Regions from separate parts of the Danio rerio genome. Here region 2 is linked to region 1. Evidence: chromatin contacts called from public Micro-C data. All regions are on one chromosome and are shown on one strand. Each heading gives the region's core, a stretch centred on a gene start, on an enhancer-like site or on the middle of the called end of the contact. The rest is flanking DNA. Distances are from core to core; before and after follow the strand shown.

Region 1 (5,784 bases), core at 2,094-4,593:
CACTTTTACTGAACATTTTAGCTGAAAATGTTATCAGTAAACAATTTAGTTTGTTCCACCGAAAAAAAAAGACCAAAAAAATATTCAATTAAAATAGCCTCATGGCAATCATGTCACATTTATGATCAATTGTCATGACAAAAACCTCTCAAACTATGCCATCTTATTTTATTTAAAATGACATAACTGAGTGAATGACACTTGTAATAAGCAGAAATAAAGTTAATTATAAGGTGTCATAACAGTCTGAACACCCCCTTCGAATCAACCCAATATACAAGTGGTGTAATGACAGACTCATGTCACCATTCAATACCCAGATACTGTACTCACAGCAGAAAGAAGGAAGACGTAAGTTAAGTTTTTTAAATGTATTGCAATCAGAATCAACAAAGCCTAAAATAAACATAACATAACACACAGGTCTAAAGATAACCCAGTGTTTTAATCACATATAAAAATGTCAGGATTTTTAACCATTAGAAACTGGGTCCCAGGTATGGTGAGCAAGTATAATGGGTTGGGGTGATGAGTATCAACCAATCAGGAACTATTTAATTGCAGTTTAAGGTTTGAATTGTTTTGACTACTCAGACTTACAGCTCACCATTAAACAGAAACAGGAGAAGTGCTCATTCCCCATGATCGTATTACTTGTTCTTAAAATGTTTCATTATTATTTATACCTCTTGGGATCAGATGGACCAGCTGTCACCCTAGCTTTTACTTAGCATTGCCACTAATTTAGATACTCAGTGAAGAAAACATTGAACATTTTTCTTACCATTAGGGCCTTTTCCCTCATCGTCGATGCCGTCACAGAGCTGGCGCTTCTGTGCGCTCTTAAACTCCTTTAGCGAGAGATAAAGCACCTTCCGCACCACTCGCTCCTCCGACCAGGGCATCCCATCATTATCATCCTGTAAAAGAGACAAAAAGATCAGCACTTTAGTAGATACCTAATCAGCACTCTGGAAGATGACAAACATCAATGCAGCTGCTTGAGTAAACAAATGAAATCAATCTACAGCACTTTGCTGGCACATACCACACTTAAATGTGCAAAGAAAAGAGGAAAAAACACTTCTCAGCAAAGCATCAAATGGTGCTATTGTGGTGTTTCGCATTTTCGAGTTTAGCATCAATGATTTGTTTGATCTTAGACTATTTCAAACAGTGCATCAATTTTAAAGAGGTTTTAAGAATGGAACAAAGACTAGGACTTCCTTTGGAACAAAAAAAAACTACAATTTCCTTTCCAGACAACAATCCTTGATAACAATTCTAAATCTAGAATCATTTTCCACATGACTCACACAGGTCAGGTTCTCACATGTAGGATATAAATAGCAAAACTTTGACATAGATGTGTTTTAATATATCCGCTGCTGTGCAATCACCCACTTAAGTGTCAATAGTATCGTTACCTTATAGGTTAGGGCAAATATTTACACTGCAAATAGACACAAAACACTATACAACAGCATATGTGCACTTTTAATACTGTTTACTGACAGAATTGTGTATCGTGATTAAGCATGGGCCAATATAAGTTTCTGATGGTTATGATAACCTTGCATAAAAATATCACAGTTTCACAGTATTGTGATTACTGCTTTAAAAGAAGTTATTGTTAAATCTCTGGGTACTATTTTATCAACTATTTTATCTCCATTGAGCACAATATATTTTACTTCAGGAAACATTTGAAATGTTTTGGAACAGTAAACATGTTAGGCTAAATAAATAAAATAAATCACTGACTTCTGCTATCTTAATTATTTTTAAAAACACAGATTTCTTTACAACATTTTAAAAAACTTATGAAAAACCCTTAAATATAAAATAATACAATATAATATAATAAATATAATATAATATAATATAATATAATATAATATAATATAATATAATATAATATAATATAATATAATATAAGAGAAAACTTCAGTGGTTTTAAAACCTTGACTTTCCAAACCATGGTAATTCTTGAAACCGGTTATCATCCCATTTCTAATCTTGATGACTTAGCTACCAGAAAAAAGGAACTAAGATGTATTTTTGTCACACTTTTTTCTCAGCTGTCATGTCTAAATGAATTAAGAACTAAAATGACTAAATCTAAATAAATAAAATATTTAGATATTTTCTGCCATTGTACGGCGGAACAGGAAACCTGCACAGGAATTAGAATTTGCCACAGGAAAAGTGAACTTAAATGATTATTTCCTGTGGAAATTATTTTTTGTAATGATTTTTTTTATTTTTTTTTATGAAACAGTGTTAAGCATTTTTAACCAAGTTTATCCACAGACGAGGTGCTACCTCTAGCATCCTTCACGTTACCTTTCAGAGAGCCAGTTAAAAAGTTATTTCCCACAGGCAATAACTGTTTCCTCCATCTCAGAGCACAGATCGCGAACTGAAAACTACACACATTCCTGTGCCGTGGAGATGGGGGAGTGTTGTTACTCACAGTTACTGTACTGACGGAGCAGTGCATCAGTTAGACAGCTACAACAATGCAAAAACCTTTCCTTTCTAAATGCTGAAGCCTTCTGCATGTGAATGAACTGTTAAGGAAGACAGCGCTACATTGTGATGGAGACCTGCCGTGAGTACATGGGGGACTTAAAGTTAACTAAGTTACTACACTGAACAAGACCTCAGTGAATTAAATGACAATAATCTGAACAAATCTGACGGAAAGCCCCAAGAAGTGTAAGGTTTGCACGGTGGCAATGTGTCCTGTGGGGTTAAGAAGAAGGAGGAGCCTAGGGAAACAAAAGGCATATGTGTGTGTGCACAGGTTCCTGTGCGGGGGCTGACACTGACAGTTGAACATCAGATCTCCCAGCAGACATGTCAACAAACACACACACCTAGAGACTGCTCTACGCACTGATGCGCTGCAGATGCCTGACAGCATCTGATTGGGCGTGTGGTGTGTGAAACCACCAGAGCACCTCGTTAGAGACACACACACACCTGCAGACATGCACACACACACACACAGACAGAGCGTGGCTCAAAATAGCTTGCATGCAAAGCCGCAGCGCAACCACAGAGCTGTTCTCACAGACAACAGAATTAGTAAACGATACAAGTGTCAGTTTTGAGAATTATCTACACATTACGGCCCCTAATGCATGGCGGCAGGGTCTAATGCCAAGAGACGGCAATAATATTAGTGTGCGAGTGCGCACAGACGGGCAAGGTGGGCTGAAGCACTCAGAGGCGCGATGCTGTCACTGGATCCCATGAGCACAATCCAGCAGGCTGCTGGGTAGGCAGCAATTACCCCATGCTCGCTATCACCTCGCGGTCTGGCACAGAGCCAGTGCTGCTCTCTGAATAGACTATTACTGCTCAGTGCGTACACACACACACACACACACACACCTCTCGCGTCTGAAAAACTCCTCACTCAACTCTGGGAGCCGACCGCGAACGCTTTGCCTTCAAGTTTGTTTTCTTTTCTCTTTTCCACCCTCCCCTCCGTCCCCGCATTCCCTCAAAGCTTGGCAAGCCGCCACAGTTATTTCCTTCTTGCGCTACATATAGCATTCCTGCTCTGAAAAAAAAAATGCTGAGCTGGATACTGCCTTTAACAGAGATGTAGAAGCACAGTACGGATCACTAGTCTGCAATGAAAACAACGATCAGAAGAATATTTCGGCCCCCAGCATTAAAACGAACACCAAGTCACAGAGGCTGTGCAGATATTTAGATATTCAGTGTTAGCTTGCATTCTGTTGAATCAATTGATGTGCAATCTAACACAAGGCTTCCAGGAGCCAGTGCAGTATAGCTAACTGCACATATATAAACAGTTGCACAGCTGAGCATCTGGAAAACTGCCAATTCACTTTTTGTCTTGAGCATTACATTATAGTCAACTGAAAATGATTGTACTGTATAGTGTCATTTTACACTTCACCTGTAAAACAGACAAGTTAACATTAAAAAAGGTGTATGATAAGAACCTTATTTAGTTATAATAAAACTAATATATAATATACTTTATACAAAAGTTCTGTCTGGTTTTCAAATCTGATTGGCTGATAGCAGTGCGATATTCTGCAATATCAGAACACCTATAGCTTCCTCACCTTTCTGTAGTACTCCGCCTACATAGAGTGACAGCAGATCAATCAACTCACCACAGTTTTGCAACTCACCAAATATTGCAGAATGCACTTTTAAGGCTTTTTTTAGGTGAGAATGTAGTTGTTTATTTAAAAGGATAGTGCCTATTGTAAATATTTATAATATAAATCATTATAAAACTAGTAAATCACATTCTAAGTCGATCTCTCTCTTTTGTTTGTTGTAGTGCTGTATTTAATCAATAGTAATTGTATTTTATTGAGTGTAAGATGGGATTTTTCTGTTTTTGCTACTACAGACTAGTTCAGTAAACAGAAAGAAAGTTTTAGAAAGAGTTTATCTTTTTTCCTTATGGCAAACACAACAGTAATCTGGTAAGATATTGATAGATTTGCTTTGGCTTTTCGGGGTTAATTATGGTGATATCCCAATTGCAACAGAGAAATACTAGAAAATTTCTATAGACTGATGGCATTATATTGAATTTTAAGCATTTTAATAGAGTACAAAAAAAGTTTAATAAAGATTAATTTCATTAAACAATTTATACACTTGATTATTCATTTTCTGTAACCGAATACTGTTAGATTCTGGGCAGAAAATCATAAATCACTGTTTATTTCTCTTGAATATTTGCTCCATTGTGTTTATTTATGTGTATTTTGTTTATTATATGTTTATAATACATTACATAAAAATACATTTATATTTCACTCCCCTATAAAATCATCCAAATCAATCTAAAGTCTCTAAAGAGTTGTTGAAGTCATCTTGTGACATTATATCTCTATTATATATAATCGCAATATATATCGCATAGAAAAAAAATATCGCAATGTTAATTTTTTTCAATATCGTGCAGCCCTAATTTACACAAGTACATATTTATGGAAAAGAAACCAGGGGCTGCTACTGCTATTCACCAGCCATTTAAATCTTTTTGGTTCGAGACTTCAGGTCTTATTCACTTTCATTCATTTTTAGACATTAAAAGCAGCTTGTTGTGCTGCTTGATGTTGCAAACTGACATTTTCATTCATTCATTCATTCATCCATTTTCTTGTCGGCTTAGTCCCTTTATTAATCCGGGGTTGCTACAGCGGAATGAACCGCCAACTTATCCAGCAAGATTTTACGCAGTGGATGCCCTTCCAGCTGCAACCCATCTCTGGGACACACACATCATACAAACACATTCACACACACACACACACACACACACACACACTCATACACTACGGAAAATTTAGCCAACCCAATTCACCTGTACCGCATGTCTTTGGACTGTGGGGGAAACTGGAGTACCCGGAGGAAACCCATGCAAACTCCACACAGAAACACCAACTGAGCCGAGGTTCGAACCAGCGACCCAGCGACCTTCTTGCTGTGAGGCGACAGCACTACCTACTGCGCCACTGCCTCGCCACTGACATTTTTTGTTTTGTTTTTTGTTTTAAGCTGTTTATTATTCCTAGTCATTTCTCTCATAGGAAGCTCAATCAAAATTTCTAAAACAATCTCAAAAACGAGCGCACTTATTCATTGAAGAATAAGGTCAATAGAGGGAATTCACATAAAATGTGTCCTAAAATGTCTACCATCTAGACAGAGCAACAGTTTGAAAGATCATGCTGCGCAAGAAATACAAAGTTAACTTAAACTGCCAACATGTTC
Region 2 (5,784 bases), core at 2,244-4,743, 64 kb before region 1:
GCTGGAGCAGCAGGGGGAGATGGAGGAGGAGCAGGACCCGTTTTCTGAATAGGGGAGGCAGCCATTTCAGTGATACTATGTGCAATAGTGACTATGTTAGGGGACTTGAACTGATTCAGGGCTTTCTTGCTGCGAGTTTCAAGTGGGCTAGGCTGCACTTTAGCTTTCTTAACCTCAGTGGTTTGCTGCTTAGTTTTAGTCTCTTCACTCTCAGTTACAGCTCCAAGCAATGTCATGGCATCACTTCTGCGTTTAGAGTTCCGCAGTCCTTGCCGCACTGGTCGGTCAACAACCTCTTCTTCCCTGGCACTATGGCGTCCATTTAGCCTGCCGTTAAGCCGGCTCCCATTAGTCATCTTATGCACCCCATTCGACAATAGCACCTGTTTGCGGGTTTTTGCATTGATACTTTGGGCTTTTCCTGAGTGAGAGAGCTGGGGCCGGCCATGGCCATTGCTGGTTGCATGATGAGAATTATGGTGATGGTTGTTGCTGTAAGCACGAAGGCCTGCAGAAGCTCCGTGCTTGCTGTGGTTGAGTTTGGCTTTCTTAACCAGTTCTCGTTTTGCTTTGGTGTAGGTGACGTGGCCCTTGGACACGGTGGCTGTGTACTTCACAGTTTTGGACGGCAGACGAAAGTCTTTCTGCTTTTTGCCACTGGCTTTATGCGTGCCAACTGATGATGCCCTTGTGAGTCCATTTACTTTCGAGACCTAAAGTGAACAGAGAAAAACGATTGTTATCATAATGCTACATAAAGTAAATCAATGGAATCTGTGAGAATTTTCAAATCCTGACTGAAAAGAATAAGTTCCTAACCTTTATTTGCATACCAAGACAGTCACAGTTCATGTCTCCACTCACACAATAATACAGACCACAACAGAGCTCCAAAAACCCCAAACCAGAGAGAACAGCAGGGAAGAAATAGGGAGGGGAAGTGTACTAGATTGATGAAGAAAAAGAACGATGTTTTTTATTCAGTGCCAACAGCTGCGAAAAATCCTTAGAAGTGTAGTTTAATCATAAAATCCTATTTAAGCATCAATTCATCGGCTGCTTTATTCAGTACAGAAAACTAAAGTTCTTCAAATTTGGCTTTAATGCCTCAAATAAAAGAAGCCGTGCTTTCAGCTGATCTGAGGCCCCCAATATACTTCACAGCAGAGCAGATGCAGCTTGGGTTACGCCCGGCCTCTCATTGTTTAACAGCCGCCATGGGAATTCGACTATGCCAGTCTACAAACATAGTCAGCCTCGACTTCTCTCTTCACATTGTTTTGTTTGGCTCTGTTCTTCTGGCAAGGCAGAAAGGATTTGATTTCCTATGTGTGTTTTCTTATAGAGCCAAGAAAAGATGATGCAGCCGGAGGGTTTTAGTGGGCTAAAACTCTAGGTGAAATAAACACTATGTGCTTCCTGACATCAGAGATATCTCACTGGATAGGAAGGAACAGTCCTGAAATTTGGCTTTAATTCGTCAACAAACCTTCAAAGGCATAGTTCACCAAAAAAAAAAAAAAAAAGGAATATTTATTCACTATTTACTCTCCCTTGAGTGGTTCCAAACGTTTGTGTTACTTTCTTCTGTTGAAAACAAAAGACAACGGCTGCACCCGTAATCACATACTTACATACTATATAGTATGCTAAAAACAGTTTATGAGTAGAGCAGTATGTCCGAATTCATAGATTTAAAAAAAAAAAAAAAAACAGTATGCGAGAAATACTTGGATGACTTACTACTTCTGGCCAATTCTGAAGAGTGCATCTGATGCACGCTGTACTATCCCATTATTCCCCATGAGAGAATTCATGAATGTGAGTCAAAGGAGGCAATTCACACAGGTAGGTCATGTAATTATGACAAAATGGTGGATACAGTATGTCCGAGTTCCTTTTCACATTCATACGACATAGAACAAACTTTTCTAAAGACCAAGTAGTACATTTAAATCAAATGCAGTACCTACTGAGTGGTAGACGGTTTCGGATGCAACCAATATTTTGAATAAAGCTGTAATCATTGACATTCATAGTAAAAAAACACTATGGAAGTCCATAGTTAAGGGTTTCAAGCCTTCTTCAAAATAATGTCTTTGGTCTTCGACAGAAGAAAGAATTTCTAACAGGTTTGCTACAAGTGAAGGGGCTGTAAATAATGACTCAATTTGAATTTTTGGGTGAACTGTCTATTTAATTTATAATGATGCAGTCGGATATGAAAACCATTCTTGCATATTCGTGGTAAATATATTATTGGGCAAGTACCAATTTGAGACTCTGGTTTTAAATCTAGCAAAAAGGCTTGTTCTTTCTGCATTACACTGGCAAGATTTTTAGGTTTGTGTTTTCTTGTTATTTTTTTACACTATTCCTTGTCTCACAGTGTGAATTTTCCACCTGATAGCAAAGAAGCCATTTAATTGTTCCATTTGACTACTTGATGTGGCCCATTTTGATAACTTCACACTTTTGAATAGGCCATTAGATGTGGAGCCACACCCTCCCTCATTTTCCTCTCTTTAAAGTCACTGAACACCCTTAACGAGAGTCTCTGTTGTGGGAACGGTGTCCAGACTGTGCTGATCTCGGAGCCAGAGGTTTGCTGTCGGACAGGCGAGGAGATTGCTGAGTGTCTTTGAAGTAAGACATCGGCTGTATTGTATTCCAATCAGGTGCAGCCGCACAACAAAGAGAGGCTATTAAAAGATAAGGGGGACTGAAATGTGACCTCCTTCATCAATCGTTTCCTCTTGTCGGCAGCAGGAAAAAAAGAACTGCAGGAGGGAGAGGGGGAGAATATAAAAGAAAGCGACAGACTCCAGCCCCAGAGGCAGGCATGATGGATGCTCTCTGCAGGTAGAGTAAGCAAATGTAGCATGATGTCAGCTGCGGCCATGTCTATGAAGCACCCCCGTCATCATACCCGCCCTCTTTTGAAATAACACGTCAGTGGTCTATGGCACGCCTTATCCCATCTGCAGGGCTCTGAGAGTGCAGAATGTGATGGTAATGATAATCCCACTCAGCATAACGCTGGATGCTGAGCAGAGCTTGTCCCGCGTCTGGCTTTGTGTGTATTGAGCATCATGACCACTAGAGGGCTCACTGAGCCCAGAACTCTGCCTGAGGGGGCAAATGAGCCCTGCCACATGCTGCCAGCTATTATTTAGACTGTCTGAAAAGGTGGAAGAGAGAAAGTGAGGAAGAAACCACGCAAGCAAGAGAATACAGGTCAATGGACTGTCCCCAGTGGGCAACCCCCTGAAGGGGAAACGAAGAGCAGGCTGGAGGAAACAGGGAAGAAAACAAGGAAAGAGAATGGAAGGAAGGATGGAATAGTTAAAGGTTGGCTGGCTAGAGATGTGCAATTAAACCCGTTTAACAGCCAGGAACAATAACAGGAGAACCCACACAGACAAGAGGCCAGGCCAGCTTTTTGAAGTAGATCTTGGACTCATGTGAGCATGAGGGAGGACAGATGACATCATGTGTTGCTATAGGCCAGATGCAGCACAGCACAAGATTTAACTGAGAACATCTGCAGCGCTGTAGCCCACACCACACACATACACACTACATTTTAATCTATCCGTTCAGACTATGAAGTTTCAGAAGTGTCCTTTGGTTGAACATGTTTAGGAGGAATTTCTAAACTTTTTATCTATCCATAGTATTAAAACAGAATATACCCACATGTCCAAAGCTGTGTATTCTAAATATTTGTCCTATTACAAGCACTTTCACTAGTTCAGAAAAGACACTGTTAACTTTGTTTGTTACATGGAAAACTTATAATAGCTCGTTTGTGGAAAAAATTGGACAATGGTTGCGGGAATTGTTTTATTGTTTGGCTTTAGAAAAATTAACTTATTTGGTCAAGAGAAAACCTGAAAAGTTTTCCAAAATTTGGAATCCCTTTGAAGGTTTCCTGAAGTAAGCTGATGCAAATCTTATCTCTGTATACCTTGTATTACCAGCTATTAATTTACCATTGTAGTTATATGATGTACCTTTATATTGTATGTGTATTTACATGCATTTATTTATATGTATAAGTGTATATACGTGTGTGTATATGTATAGATTATTTTTATTATAATTTAGGTGATCTGCTTGAGGTAGATCAATTTATTTTTAGGCTTTTGATGAAGTAGCATTCAACTTAAGAGCCCTTTAGACCATGCACTGTGTTTCTCCGTGTTTTGCTGGTAATGTCTTTAAATACATTTTTTTAGGACTATTTAATTATTCATTTATTATTTGTGTGCAATAATTATAATTTACATAAAAAATTTAATTAAAAAAATTAATTAACATAAAATGAGATCGTAAAATCCAATCAACAACGAAAATGCAAATGAAAACTGTAAATGAAAACATAAATGGAAAAAAAAATTTTGTGCATTGTAAAAACGGCTAAAATCAATAAAGAAAGCTAAAAAAATTTTATTAAATTCAAAATTTAAATAAACTATTTTTGATTGGGGAAAAAAAAATCAGTTTGGATGGTCTCTACAGATTAGGCACATATGTTATATACATGTAGCAATAGTTCAACCAAAACTAAAATTCTGTCATTATTTACAAAATTGTTTCAAACCATTTTATTTAATTTTTTTATGTTTCTTCTACACAAAATTAGCTTAAAAGATAGCTGAAAACCTGCAACCATTGACTTATAAAGTGTTAAAAAAAAGGTTTGGAACCAATTGAGTTTGAGTAAATAGTGACTAAATCTTCATTTTTTTGGTAAACCATCCATTTAATTCAACTTCATTACCATTTTACACTTTATAGTAACATATTTCTATGAAAAAAAAAACACATCTAAAATTTCTGCTGTCTTTGGAGACAAACTCCAAACACCACAGCCAAATATCTAGCAGTTAAAAGAACAGGAAATCTTCAAAGAAAAAGAAAAAGACAAAAAAAAAAAAAAAAATCAAAAAGACTCCTTAATGTAACTGCCATGGATAAAATGAAATAAATAAATACAGCTGTAACTCACTCTAACAATTAACACACAAATCAGTTTAATAAAAATGCTGCTGAACCTGTTCTGCACCTGCTGTTAGCAGCAAGAGAACACTCTAGTTCACAGATCAAGTAAAGCCAAACACTCTAAAGCCAAAATAAATACATAAAGTCCACAATAAAAATAATAAATCCCTTCTCCCACTGCCTTTTTATCTCTCAAAATTATTCCATCGATATACTTTATATATTCCCACTGATGGAGGAAGATACTGTACACCTATAGTGTGTTACTAAATGCGATCAATTTCCAGAGTTGCTCGATACAAAAAATAGAAAGCAGCATGATAAACATTCAAAGCATGTGTAATCGGTTATGCTCATGTCATGGCTCTTTAACACATGAAAATTGGCTTTAAAAAGAGAGACAATAAAAAGAAAAAGAGCGAGAGAGGGAGAGGTCAACAGCTGTCTTGTAGATTGTCATAGTTTTGCAGACTATGCCACATTTATCATCCCTGTTTATTGTTTTAAGTATAAAAGACGAGTGGTAAAGTGTTTATGTGCGTGTGTCAGTATAATAACAGGCTTTATCCGACTCAAGGGTTTAACATGGCATCAGTCATTAAACCACCACTTTTAGGTACTACTGCTACAACATGAGTGCTAAAATACATTGGACCTATACTTCTCATACACATAAGAAAGGTCATTTTGATTACATGGACAAAACACTAAGGCAGCGCAAAAAAAAAAAAAAAAAAATCCTGTTTATATGCAACAATGTTGCGTTTTTTTTTTTTT

Evidence for each region. A called contact is a pair of places that touch in the nucleus more often than the background predicts.
Region 2: a Micro-C map of caudal fin shows a contact between it and region 1, with 2.6 times the contacts expected there. The contact joins two enhancer-like sites. A contact is called at or near these places in 2 of 18 Hi-C or Micro-C datasets (caudal fin and hematopoietic stem cells).

The regions. Positions count from the first base shown.
Region 1 is chr19:28,482,465-28,488,248 of GRCz12tu, reverse strand. It overlaps jarid2b (jumonji and AT-rich interaction domain containing 2b), which reads right to left. Exons shown (of 18, transcript NM_001202459.1): 2 at 785-920. Among named protein-coding and RNA genes, the nearest start is that of jarid2b, 100 kb to the right of the region's middle. Within about 2 kb of position 3,343, at least 40 of the 62 cell types and tissues checked have an H3K27ac peak or open chromatin away from gene starts, as enhancers often do. A contact at or near this core is called in caudal fin, where this site is marked.
Region 2 is chr19:28,546,345-28,552,128 of GRCz12tu, reverse strand. jarid2b (jumonji and AT-rich interaction domain containing 2b) reads right to left here. Exons shown (of 18, transcript NM_001202459.1): 7 at 1-713. Among named protein-coding and RNA genes, the nearest start is that of dtnbp1b, 100 kb to the left of the region's middle. Within about 2 kb of position 3,493, at least 20 of the 62 cell types and tissues checked have an H3K27ac peak or open chromatin away from gene starts, as enhancers often do. A contact at or near this core is called in caudal fin, where this site is marked.